2 separate regions of the Zea mays genome follow, and region 1 is linked to region 2. Evidence: chromatin contacts called from public Hi-C data. All regions are on one chromosome and are shown on one strand. The core of a region is the stretch at or near the end of the contact, and the rest is flanking DNA. Distances in the headings are between cores, read along the strand shown.

Region 1 (6,109 bases), core at 1,393-3,892, 530 kb after region 2:
GATAATTCTGCCGAAACGAACGGGCCCTCAAACGAACGGACCCTAAAAATGCTAAACTTTAGAACCCTACGAGGTAAAGGTTAGCACATGTATGTAAACGTACGTTTATTTGCGATGGCAGGGCTATCAGAGATCCCTACTTCCGTTGCAAGCAGGGAGACCTTTCCCTCCTTTTAAGGCCAGAGCAGGACCATCAAGCTAGGTAGCCCCGTCATAGCATTTGATTTGGTTTTTAATGTGGCGGAAACATCGATGGAGGAACGTGGAGGCATGATGGAACGACGAGGCGTGTGGAGCCAGCCACTCCGGTGCCGGTAGGTCGCGGCAGGTGAGCTGTCCCTAATCCTCTTCTACGGCGCGCGTGTTGACTTGCTGCTGGACCGCCCATGGGCTCACGGCTGGCCGCCTGGCCGTGCACATGCCACCGCTGCGCGCGCATCCAGTTCCTTGCCAACTCTTTCTACGTTTCCAGAAGTTTACACAGCCAAAGGTCACCGACAGATTCTCAAACGACCAGACCCGAGTCGTCCAAACCGCCGGTCTCCAGGGAACGGGCTCGATCCAAACGGTTTGGAGCCGACACACCACACGTGACGTGTGACAATAACCCACTACAGAGATATCATCCCGAACGCGTGTCGTTAATCGTTAGCCTCACATATCTCATTTTTTTTCTCGTTCCCTATTAGCCTGTTCGCTGAGAATTAAAGTCTTATTTAAACTTATTATAATTTATAAAGACAAAACACTATAGAAAACAGTAAAAATCGGTACAAATTAAAACCAAACGAATATGCTATATAGTTTCACGTCCCCTAATTTACGCAATCTACTGAATACAACCTTAATATTTGTATTCGTTCCCGTAAATAAATGAGTATCTAGATCGCTTCTTTATATTTCTTTCATTCCGATTCTACTACTTGGACACTCAGCTTCTTAATTTTGTCTTAAGCTTTTCTTTGCATTACACCGTCTCGATCTAAAAAAAATATTGCATACCAGATACAAACATATCTCATTGCAGCAGTCCCTCACATTTGTGGCTTGCATGGCCACGAATTAGAGCTGGATATCGAGCCAGCTCGGTTTGACCCGTCCGAATTTAAGTTGACTCGTTAAACTAATGAGCTGGCTCAACTCAACTCGTTAAACTAACGAGTTATAGAGCCAGCTCGAGCTCGGCTCGTCCGCTTGTAGCCAAACTGATCCGTTTAGCTCGTGAGCCACGTTCGAAAAAGCAACATATATATATAATTATTTTCTAGTTAATTTTAAATTAATTTAACAATAGAAAATAGTAATTATACACATAGTTTCGTAGACTACATCAATGCAACACCAAATTAAACTCATCAATTCATCATCAATTTACAACTCACACACATGTTCATCAATTTAACCCACATTCATATTCACATAGACTAATTTACCACATAGACACAGTTCATCAATCATCAGTTTAACTCATAGGTCGTAGACACCAAATATATATATAACATGTTCATCAATTGAAACGTAAATGATATGTATATATTTTTATTTTGCTGAAATGTGATAACTCATTTAGCTCACGAGCTTGCTTGTTCATGAACCGAGCTAGGATGTCAACTTATTTCGTGAAAAAAATTCAAACGATCCGATGCAAGCTGACCACAAATCGAGCTAGCCGACAAGCTACCAGTGTTTCATCTAGCTCTACCACACACAGAAGTCACAACTCACAAGTCCCAAACAGTCGACCTCAATTTTCTATCCGTGTGGGTCTGAAGATAGGGGTGGTAATGGGTCATTTAGTTTAGCCTAGCAAATTTAAGGATTGAATCAAGTTAGGGTCGGATCATAAAACAATACAATTTTGAACTAACAAAATTAAAGATCTTGTTGGTTTGTGAACCAAGTATTAGGGCCATGATCCATTACCACCCCTATCTGAAGATTACGAATGTGAGAGCTGCAATGAGATGTGTTTGCATATTTCAATTAGTATACGTAGTCCATTGTTGCATTGTTAAAATATATTAAATCGTATAAATCATTTTTAAGAATAAATCTATTGCATTGTGAAGATGAGGTCAAATTTGCAATAACGAGTGCAATATAAGGCAATTGTCATCTTTTTATATATTTAATCTAACACTGTTAGTGGTTGTTAACGAAATAGACGAAAGCTTCAATTTCAAAAAAAAAGATACAATTTTACAGAAACGAAGTTCATTTCCAAAATTTCTATCTCTACTATATATAAATCACCAATTTCTACGGCGTCACCTTCCATTTTCCACGTAATACAAAAAAATAAATTAAAATTATATACAAATAAGAGTTTATACTTTTATTGTTGTTTTCACGCTTTTACCCACATAATTAATGGAATATATATTTTTGTATCTTATTTAAATAAAATATACTAATATGATATATAAAATCCGTGGTAATGCATGAGCAAGTCACTAGTTGGGGCACTTTTGCAGTTGGCCTGAATACCCTTTGCAGTCTCGGTGGTTTCACGCGTGCGTCCCTGCCATTTCTCGAGTCGACGCCCCCACTTGCAGAGTTGGATGAGCTGCTACGAGGATCGACCGAGCCACCCAAAAGCAAAAAGCTACACCAGGTCTACAGCGCCGGGAGTCCGGGATCCAGCCACGGCCACGGGGGGCGCTCTCGAGAGAAAGATCCAGCCCCAAAGGCCCAAACCCGAAACCCCTCTCTTCTTCCTCCTTCCATTGGGGTCGCGTCCAACAAGAGGTTGGCCAGCCATCCCGCGCGAGCCACTTCCTCTCTCCTCCCCATCGGATCCAGCGCCACGCGGATCCGCAAGGCAATCCATGGCCTCTACCCAGGCGGAAGCGGAGGCGGGGGCACCGGCCCCGCCCGAGGCGGCGGAGGCGAAGGAGAAGGGCAAGCAGGGCGGGGTGCTGGGGAGGGTGTGGCGGGCGCTCTTCGGTGGCCGCGAGGACTTCGAGAAGCGGCTGCAGTACCTGTCCAAGGAGGAGGCAGCCGTGCACGCGCGGATGCGCCGGCGGACGCAGTTCTCGCGCCGCGCCGTGCGGAACCTCATCGTACTCTCCGTCCTCGCCGAGGTCTCCACGTGTTTTCCTTCTTTCGCCCCTCTTGTTTTCTGTTCCCACCCAATGTTTGGAGATGATTTGGTGATGCGGGTAGCGGTTTTGCTCGTCTTTGGATTCGTGGTCATTCGAATTGTTATCGTGGAGGAGAGTTTGCTCACAATATGAGACGGTGTCTGTTACGCGTGTTCCGGTAACCGATCCCTAGGCACTGTTTGCTGCATACGGTGAATTATTACTCTAATGCTTGAGATTAGCTTATAATGGCGCGGGAGACGAACAACAGAAAAGATGACGCCCCAAAGATGACTTCCTTAAAAATGTGGATGCCTCTCTTTTATTTCGACCAAGGGTAAAAGGGCAACCACTTTACTTGCATTAGATGCCTTGTGTTTTTTAGATATCTTACGGACTGTATCCGAGTTATGATACATGTATGGTCTTTCCGTGCTGCAGTACGTTACCAGCGAGTTAAAGAGGGGTTTCTCACATGATACGAAGATTCATGCCTAGCATCACCGGTGAATACGATAATTCTGTCGTTAATCAGTTCTGTAGTAATCATTCCATTGTTCTTTCAGCTTCCAACGTTTAGGGCTAGTTTGGAAACACCGTTTTCCCAAGGGATTCTAATTTTCCCAAGGGAAAATGAACTAATTTCCCTTGGGAAAATTAGAATCCCTTGGGAAAACGGTGTTTCCAAATTAGCCCTTAGAGTGAAATACTCCTGCTGGAAAATAGATACATGGATGTGTACTGTGATTTCTTGTCAGGATTACATGTTTAGATACCTAGTTCTGTTCGTTTTTTTCCTTTGTAATTTCTGGTTGTCAGTAACCATATATTGCCTATGGTAGTGTCCTCAAGGCAATACCTAGGTGACAAGGCATACCGTCCCAAGGATGCCATACCACCTTAATTCCTTAAGAACATCGGTCTATACTAAATCTTTTGAAGTTCACAGAAAAAAATATTCAGTTCATGTTACAGGCTGTTATGGGACTTAAGCTCATAAGCTAGGTCATTAGGGTTAGGTTAGCCACCGTTAGGGTAGCCACCTCTATATAATGAGAGGTGGAGGTCATTAGCAGGTAAGCAAGAAGAATAGATCTGGTTTACTCTTAGGGCCTCCTACGGGAGGACGAGTACCGGGACTATCTTGCGAGTGCATTTGTGTTCATAACAAATTGGTATCGGAGCCACTACGCGCGCATCGCCACCATGGCGGCATGCACGACGATGTGGAGACCCTCTATGTTGCGGAGAAACTTGATCGCATACTAGCGCAGCTGCAAACCATAAACAATAGGCTGGATTCCCACGACGCTCGCCTGGCCAAGCTCCAGCAGGCATGGGTTGGCTCCTCTGCTGCTACCACAGGCGGCTTGGGCGCAGGCAGCGTGGGCATGAGTGGTGAAGGTGGCCTGGGTGCTGGCAGAGGCGGCCACATGGGCAGCGGCGCCGTTGCTTTGGAGGAGGCAAACGAGCCCCGCGAGGGAGTACTCAAGGCACCGGAGGTCGGCAAATTCGCCCTCGCCGGCGTGACCGGGGTCTGAGAGGTTGGTGCGTGGGGCCAACGTAGCCTCATATGCCTTGTCCAACCGCTTGAGCAGACGCTCCTCTAGCTTGTCCGTCGAGGCGCGGAGCCACAATACCGCATCCTCTGTCGCGGCTGGATTGGGATCAGAGGCTGAGGGGCACCGCCGCAGGGCCCTCGCGGGTGGAGCGGCCCCTCCGTGACGCGTGGCTTCCACAGTCGCGGGATTGTTCGGCCATCAAGGCTAAGTCGAAGGCGGCGCCGAGGAAGTTAGCGAGGTCGATGAGGAGGCAGAACGTAGAGAAGGGCGACGAGGAGGGCAGCACCCCGCACGGCGCGAGGAGGCGAAAAAAGACCCTCAGGGAGCTCGACATTGAGGTGGGTGGGCGAGCCATCCGGTGGCGGCCGGTCCTCCCCCGCCTGGCGGTCTGCTCGTGGTGGCCAAGCTAGCTGCATAGGGTTCCAATCTGGGCCAGGCCTTCCATGAATGGGCCGGATTGGTCCCGATTTGGACCAAATTGGCAAAGTAAATAGGCTCTGTCCCACTATTTTCTTTTTACAACTCTAAATTAATTGTTTTAGGAGAATAAAATACTAAGTCGAGATGTAAAAGACTTAGTATTAGTGTCGTTTTAGTTTTCGAGTCGAGGCTGTTATGGGCCTTAAGCCCATAAGCTAGGTCATTAGGGTTAGGTTGGCCACCTCTATATAATGAGGTGGAGGTCATTAGCAAGTAAGCAAGAAGAATAGATCTGGTTTACTCCTAGGGCCTCCTATGGGAGGACGAGTATCAGGACTATCTTGTGAGTGCATCTATGTTCATAACATTCATCAGTTATGCAAATGTCTACCATGTACTTGTAACTAACCTTGATTTGGCGAGATGATTACCCCCTCGGGTACTGTAGCATATATATAGGCAGACAAGAATATATGGGCTTTATGGGCCTTAACACCCCCTGTCAAACTCAAGGCGGAAGTGGAGGATTTGAAGCATTGAGTTTGATTAGATGAAACTGATGTTGTGCCCTAGTTTATGCTTTTGTGAAGAAATATGCAAGCTGTAATTCTGAGGGCACATATTGAAGATCAATGGTCTTCTGATGACAATGAGATCTAGTGAATGAGACATCAACGCCAATGTGTTTTGTGAGTTCACGCTTCACTGGATCATGACAAATTTGTATAGCTCCAGTGTTGTCACAGTGAAGAAGCGTAGGTGAGTCACAAGAAACGCCTAGATCGACCAAGAGCCAACGAATCTAGATAATCTCAGCAGTAGTAGTAGCCAGGGCTCGAAGTTCTGCTTCAGTACTAGATCTAGATACAATAGCTTGCTTCTTGGATTTCCAAGCAACAGGGAATGATCCAAGAAGAATACAGTAACCAGTAATGGAGCGGCGATCTGTAGGATCACTGGCCCAGGTAGCATCAGAGTAAGCATGAAGCTGAAGTGGGGAATTTGAGTCATAAAATAAACATTGTGTTTTTGTCCCCCGTAAAT
Region 2 (6,200 bases), core at 1,985-4,484:
CCGACGCGGTGATGGTGCCCCGGAGCGGCAGGCACGGCGTGACGTTGGCGTTGAGCAGCTTGGCGATGGCCTCGAGGATCTCGAAGCGGATGCCGGAGTAGCCCTGGAGGAGGGTGTTGACGCGCACGAGCATCGCCGCGCGGGTGGCCTCCGCCGGCAGCACGTGGCCGTCGGCGCCCGTGCCGAACGCGCCGGCATTGAGGAATCTGTCAGACGAAACGAGACAGAGTTGAGGTCAATTCGGAGCCGCCAGTGGTATCGGTAAAATGTTGAACAATAAATTTGGTCAGAGTTTACGATAACCTTGAACAATGGCATGGATCAAACAAGAGTCAAAGTTAATGTTTTACTCCACTTTATTAGAGTAAGTTCTAAAGCTTAGTTTATGCTTGCCGTTTTAAATAACTGTTTTGTGACTTCAGATGAGTACATACATAGGTCTTGTTTGGTTCAGATGACTAAAATTTAGTAATTAAACTTTAATTTAGTCACTAAAGAACCAAACAGTGATTAAAAGAGACTAAGGGCTGAAAACTTATTTTTCCCTCAATCTCTTGGATTATAAAAGAAGATTTGAGTTTACACACTAGCCCTAGAAACTAAAATAACTTTCTCCACCCCTTACCCTTCCTGGCTCAGTTATCCATGCATTGATTAGGGAGAACAATATGATGCCTAGTGATGACCAGCGCATGTGCATACATTAATTATAGGTAAAACCGTCAATATATGCGTCTTTTAACTAATTTTAGTCGCTAGAATCAAACCAGCACTTTTAGTAACTTTTAGTTTTTATTTGGAAGCAATTTATTTTCTGAAAATTAGTTTTTATTTTTTAGCTAAAAGAGGCTATCTTCTTGAAATTTAAGAAACTGTGAATCTAAATTTTATAAACTGAGCTATAAACTTATATGTTTGAAATCAACTTAATTTTATAAACTAGTTTCTTAAAATCTGAATGGTTCCAAATTAGACCTTAGGAAATAGTGGATTCGGTGACTAAAGGAACCGGGGCCATAGTCAGACGGTAGGTTTTCTAGTCGCAACGTACGAAATAGTGGATTCGTACAAACGGACGTGCACGTGGACTTGTCGGTGCCGGTAAAATATTCTTTGCTTCATTTCGTCTTTTTCCAGCTTGGTGGTAGGTGAGGGAAAAAATGAGACTGGCCATGTTTGGGACTTGGGAGATAGGTTCAGTTCCAAAAAAAATTTAGTAAAGTTATAAAATAAGTTATTAGGTGTTTTAGAAAATCGTGAAGATGAAACAATAAACTTTGCGAAAACATTTATATAAGTTATTTTGTTTATTATTTAAATTAAAAATATTTTTAAAACTATTATATCTTTCAAAACACCCCCTAGTGTAAGGAAAGCTACATGGATCTGGGCAGTTTGAAACTTCGAATGGAATACTTCCACATGCTATGAGTAGTTGACTGCTTACTGATTTTCATTTGTAGTATATGGTTGTTTCGTTGATGACACGTCCATGATCTAGGTTTTTTTTTTCGTTAAGTAGGATAAAAGCGGAAAGAGAAACTCCGAAGATGCAACTCATATGTTTGCTGGGCCTGGGCAGTGGTAAAAAAACGTGTTCCAGATCTGAAGGCGCCCATGCATGTTCCGATGACCGTGCCGGACGCTGTGCTGCCCCTGCCCGTGCACGAGCAGCTCGTGCGACGTGAACACGCGGGCTTACCTAACGTTTCAGCGGCGACGACGTGACGGTCGCGAACCCACGTTCAGTGGCCATCTCTATCCACCGCGAACCCACGTACAGTGGCCACGTTGAGCGTGCCGCGAGCGTAGCCAGTGTTCCTGCCACGTTTTTTTAAAAAAATTGGTAGGCCGCGCTGGCGATCAGCGACCCGGCCAACTATATGCTGGTATGGTCGGTGGGACAGGAGTGGCCCGCCCGTACGGTGGTAGTGGCACAAGTTTGGGTGTACGCGTGCACCCAAGTTTGGTAGTGGCACCCATCATATTTAACTATTTGTTTTATCCAATCCTTAAACAATAAAGTGAAGAAATTATTATTAAAATACTATTGTTAATAAAACCAATATAATGTTTATATAAATTTTTTTGAATGAAACAAACCGACAAGTAAGACAGCTAAAAGTTTAAAAGGGAGAGAGAGTACATGATAGTGTATAGGATTGGTAGCGGAGTATACTACTACTGTACTCGTAAAGGTTGTAGGCACGAATGATGTGAACTATCTATCTATGGGATAAAAAGTTTGAGGTAGTTTAACGTTTATGCCAACCCACCAACGACCTAGCTAGCTACTAGCACAACTAACTACAACACCCCGAAAAAAAAAGGAAATACTGTATTTCTTGTTTCAGTAACTGATGGGATCCCGTGAACAGCTAGCACATGCAGCTGGCCAAGTCAGAACTGAAGAACTAGCACATGCAACTAGCACATGGCTACTAGCACATGCAGGCGCAGCTGGCGCGACGCTGCGCCTGCGGTGCAGCAGGACCTCGTGAATAAACCGCTAACACTGTTTGATAGGAGCATCTAATCTAACTGCGGAAACTAACAATCCAAACTGAACACGGCTGAGTCAGAACTGAAGAGTGGTCTGACCTGATGAGCTCCCTCTGGAGCGCGCCGCCTTCCTTGGTGCGGCGGTGGGAGGTAGCGCCGAAGCCGGTGGTGACGCCGTAGCTGTCGGTGCCGTTCATCATGCTGCCCATGACCCAGTCGCTGCTGGCCCTGACGCGCTCGCGAGCGGACTCGTCCAGCTCCACGCGGGCCTCGCCGCCCCCGGCGCCCACGGCCACGGCGGCCACCTGCGCGACGCTCAGGCTGGCGCCCTGGATCTTCACCAGCGGGTCGCGGAACTCCGCCACCATCCGCTTCACCTCGTCCAGGTGGCTCCCGGACAGGCCCTCCGCGGCCTTGCCCCAGTTCAGCGGGTCGGCGCGCGGCGCCGGCATGCACAGGCCCTCGCCGTTCAGGGAGGAGCGGACAAGCAGGCCGGCCTCGGACTCCATTGCGGACGGGGACACGTGCGTGCGCAGATGAGCGCGCGCGGACGGAAGTAGAAACTAGCTAGCTAGCTGGGGGAAATTAAAAGCTACTACACAAGAGTAGTACTGCTGGTAACTAACTACTAATGTGGCAGTGCTGTAGACGAAGAGCTGGGGAAAGGTAGGCTCTTCGTCCTGAGGAGAACGGTGCGGGGGAGGGCGGGCTTAATAAATAGCGTGGCCACGGGTGGGAGGGGGAGGTTGTTGGGGTCAGATCAGAGACTGGCATGGCACCGGGGTAGGTTGTTGGCGGGCCGAGCTGACTCCGCGACGACGCCTCCCTGTCCCTTGGATGGGCCGGCCAACCTTCTGCCGCCGGCGCTGGCAGCTTGGCCCGCGCGCAGCCGGTCGTCGCATGGCCGCCTGCCTGGGAATACGACACTCGACATTGACCCGGCGCCGGCCCGTCTGCTCGACGGGGCTCTGGGTAGTCTGGTTGCCGCCGGACGACGGGCGCACGGCACCGCACCAGACGCGGTTGCGCCCGGAGGTGGGCTGGTGGTGGGTGGCCACTGAGTGCGACGGGCTTGGTGGGGGGAGCCCGTGTGTGTCTGGACTGGACGCGAGCTATTGCCCAAGTATTAGGTCTCGGTCAGTCGGGTGTCGAGTTGGTCCGGTCCGTTGCCCCGGACCTTACAGGCTTACACACGCAACCACTGGGAGATTGCAGATGCTGCAAGTATGTCACTAGAAATGGCACGAAATGACGAGTCCACTTCGTTACGTTAGCACTCACGACTCCCTCTCAGCTGTGGCCTCTAGCTCTAGGGCATCAAGCAAGTACACATCAACCGTCCAGAAACTGCGCGCTTGTTTTGCTTTGGTTGCAATTTCTGCCCGACTCTGATAACCGGCCGATTGGAGTAAACAGGGGGAAAAAATGGAGAATCAAGTACTCGACTCAAGTATCGCGAGGTCAAGTTGCCCCCATATAATTCTGCACCAGCAGGAGAACGTCCAAGGAAAGAAAGGCGCTCCAGATCTGGCGCAGCATGCAATCTGTTAACTACTACTTCACCAGCAGCACTAGTCCCCCATGAAGCACTTCGTTGTGTGAACCAACTCAACCAAGTCATTCACTGGAAATGTTGTGGCAAACACTCATTGTTGTTCCCAAGTTCAGAGAACCGTGTCGTGCATGAAATATTCCACGATTCAACATTTTGGACCAAGGAGGAATTGTATTTCTTCCTAGAAAGAAAAAAAAAACCAAAGGCGTAAAATATTGTTGAAAGCGGCGGTCTAGTATTATTTACTTATTTGTTTGTTTGTTTGTACCAGCACTATTATCACTGTAGATGGCCAACTGGCCGGCCCGACACGACCCGGCACGGGCCCGGGGAAGCACGGCCCATCAGCCAACGGGCCGGCCCGGGTATACGGGCTGAACGGGCCGTGCCTAGAGAGCCCACGTGCCTGGCCGTTGGCCCAGGCACGGCCCTCTGGGCCACTTTTTGTGTCGGACCAGCCCGCTAGGCACGCTCAAAAAAACGGGTCGTGCCAGTGCCAGCCCGCTAATGTTCCCAAACAGCAGAAAATATAGATAAATTTAACCAAAGTTAAAAAACAGCAGAAAATATAGACAAATATAATAAATGAGTTGTTTTGTGCAATGCTGCCTCATTAAAAACCTTTCTAGGTAAAACTCACCCTTGTGAGAAACCCTAGAAAGGAAAAAAGAGTGCAGCCAGCTCAAAGTTTAATCACTAAGTTTGTATGTGTTACAAATGTATATTACAATACAAAATGACTATCTCACAATCACTCAATGACAAAGGCACAAAGCAGTGAAAGCACAGATCAGATGACCACATCACAGTCTAGAAGTCTAGAACTAAGTAGTAAATACCAAAAGACACTAAGCAGCAACATGTTCATCTTCATCAAGAAATAAGTTCTGGAATGAGTCCTCAAGCTCTGGATTGTCAACAGCATGTTGTTCTCTCTTTTCTCCTAATTCCCAATCTTTTAAGCAAGTCAGCATCTCCACATTCTCAGGCAATAAGCGTCGTCGTCGCTCCTCAATTATCCTCCCTGTCAAACTGAAACAATACTCCAAAGAGACAGTAGATACAGGAACAGACATAATATCCCTAGCCATTATGGATAAAACTGGATATGTTAGCTTGTGGTCACGCCACCAGAGAAGTACATCAAAATCATCCTCATAAGAAGTGACATTGTCACTGTCTAAGTAGGCTGAGAGCTCACAAATAGCAGATGAAGATGAAGCAGAAGGGGTAGAGCTAGGGGGAGGACCAACAACACCTGAACTGGAATCTCCAAATATTCTTTCCCAAGCTTGTTTTCTTTTACCTGTATGAATAGAAGGCTGAGCAGCCCTTTGAGCCCTAACTGCACCAAACTTAGTCTCATATTTAGTAAACAGTTTATACAATTCATTTTTGACATCAGCATAATATGTACTGTACTCACACCCAGTGCACTCTCCAAGTAAATGCAACACATTAAAAAAACCTCTCATCTTAGCTCTAGGGTCCAGAATGAATGCATATGAATATAGCAAAGGTATGTCACTCCAGTATTTAAGGAATTTAAGTTGCATTGGAAACACAATAGTTCTAAGATTTAAATCTCTTTCACATGCTTTCAAATGTGATGCAATTTCCAGAATATGGTGAAGAACTAGTGGACTAGTTGGATAATAAACACCAGACAGAACAACAGTAGAGTCATAGTACAGTTCTAGAAACTCTAAAATCTTCTCAGCAACATACCAATGATTAGGAGGCAACAATTGTGACTCATAATGTGAATTGATGAAGACAGAAAAAACAGTTTTGTATGGGACCAAGTGTTTAAGCATCAAATAAGTAGAATTCCATCTAACATCCATATCCAAGCCAAATTTTCTGGGTCTAACACCCCTTGCTAAGCAGTACTTGTCGGCGTTTCGAGACCGGGGGGGTCCCTAAGCCGACGAGTGAGTGTGCCGCGTGCCCCAGCCCAGATGGGTCGAGCGCGTGGGCGAGCGCGAAGGGGGGAAGCGAGGTGGCCGGAGACGGGCGTGAGAGAGGTGGAAATCCCGCGGCCTTCGTGTTCGTCCCGCGCCCAGGTCGGGTGCGCTTGCAGTAGGGGGTTACAAGCGTCCACGCGGGTGAGGGAAGCGAGCGGCCCCAAGAGAGCGCCTGT

Evidence for each region. A called contact is a pair of places that touch in the nucleus more often than the background predicts.
Region 1: a contact with region 2 is called in a Hi-C map of ear, with 1.8 times the contacts expected there. The contact joins the promoter of LOC100276301 here to the promoter of LOC100285115 in region 2. A contact is called at or near these places in 2 of 25 Hi-C or Micro-C datasets (ear and leaf mesophyll).

Annotation. Positions count from the first base shown.
Region 1 is chr4:149,173,252-149,179,360 of Zm-B73-REFERENCE-NAM-5.0, forward strand. LOC100276301 reads left to right here and starts at 2,643. Exons shown (of 5, transcript NM_001374050.1): 1 at 2,643-3,083. The coding sequence starts at 2,829. It overlaps LOC103653811 (a long non-coding RNA gene), which reads right to left and starts at 239. Exons shown (of 3, transcript XR_565727.1): 1 at 104-239.
Region 2 is chr4:148,640,808-148,647,007 of Zm-B73-REFERENCE-NAM-5.0, forward strand. LOC100285115 (phenylalanine ammonia-lyase) reads right to left here and starts at 3,235. Exons shown (of 2, transcript NM_001158010.2): 1 at 2,602-3,235; 2 at 1-206. The coding sequence starts at 3,011.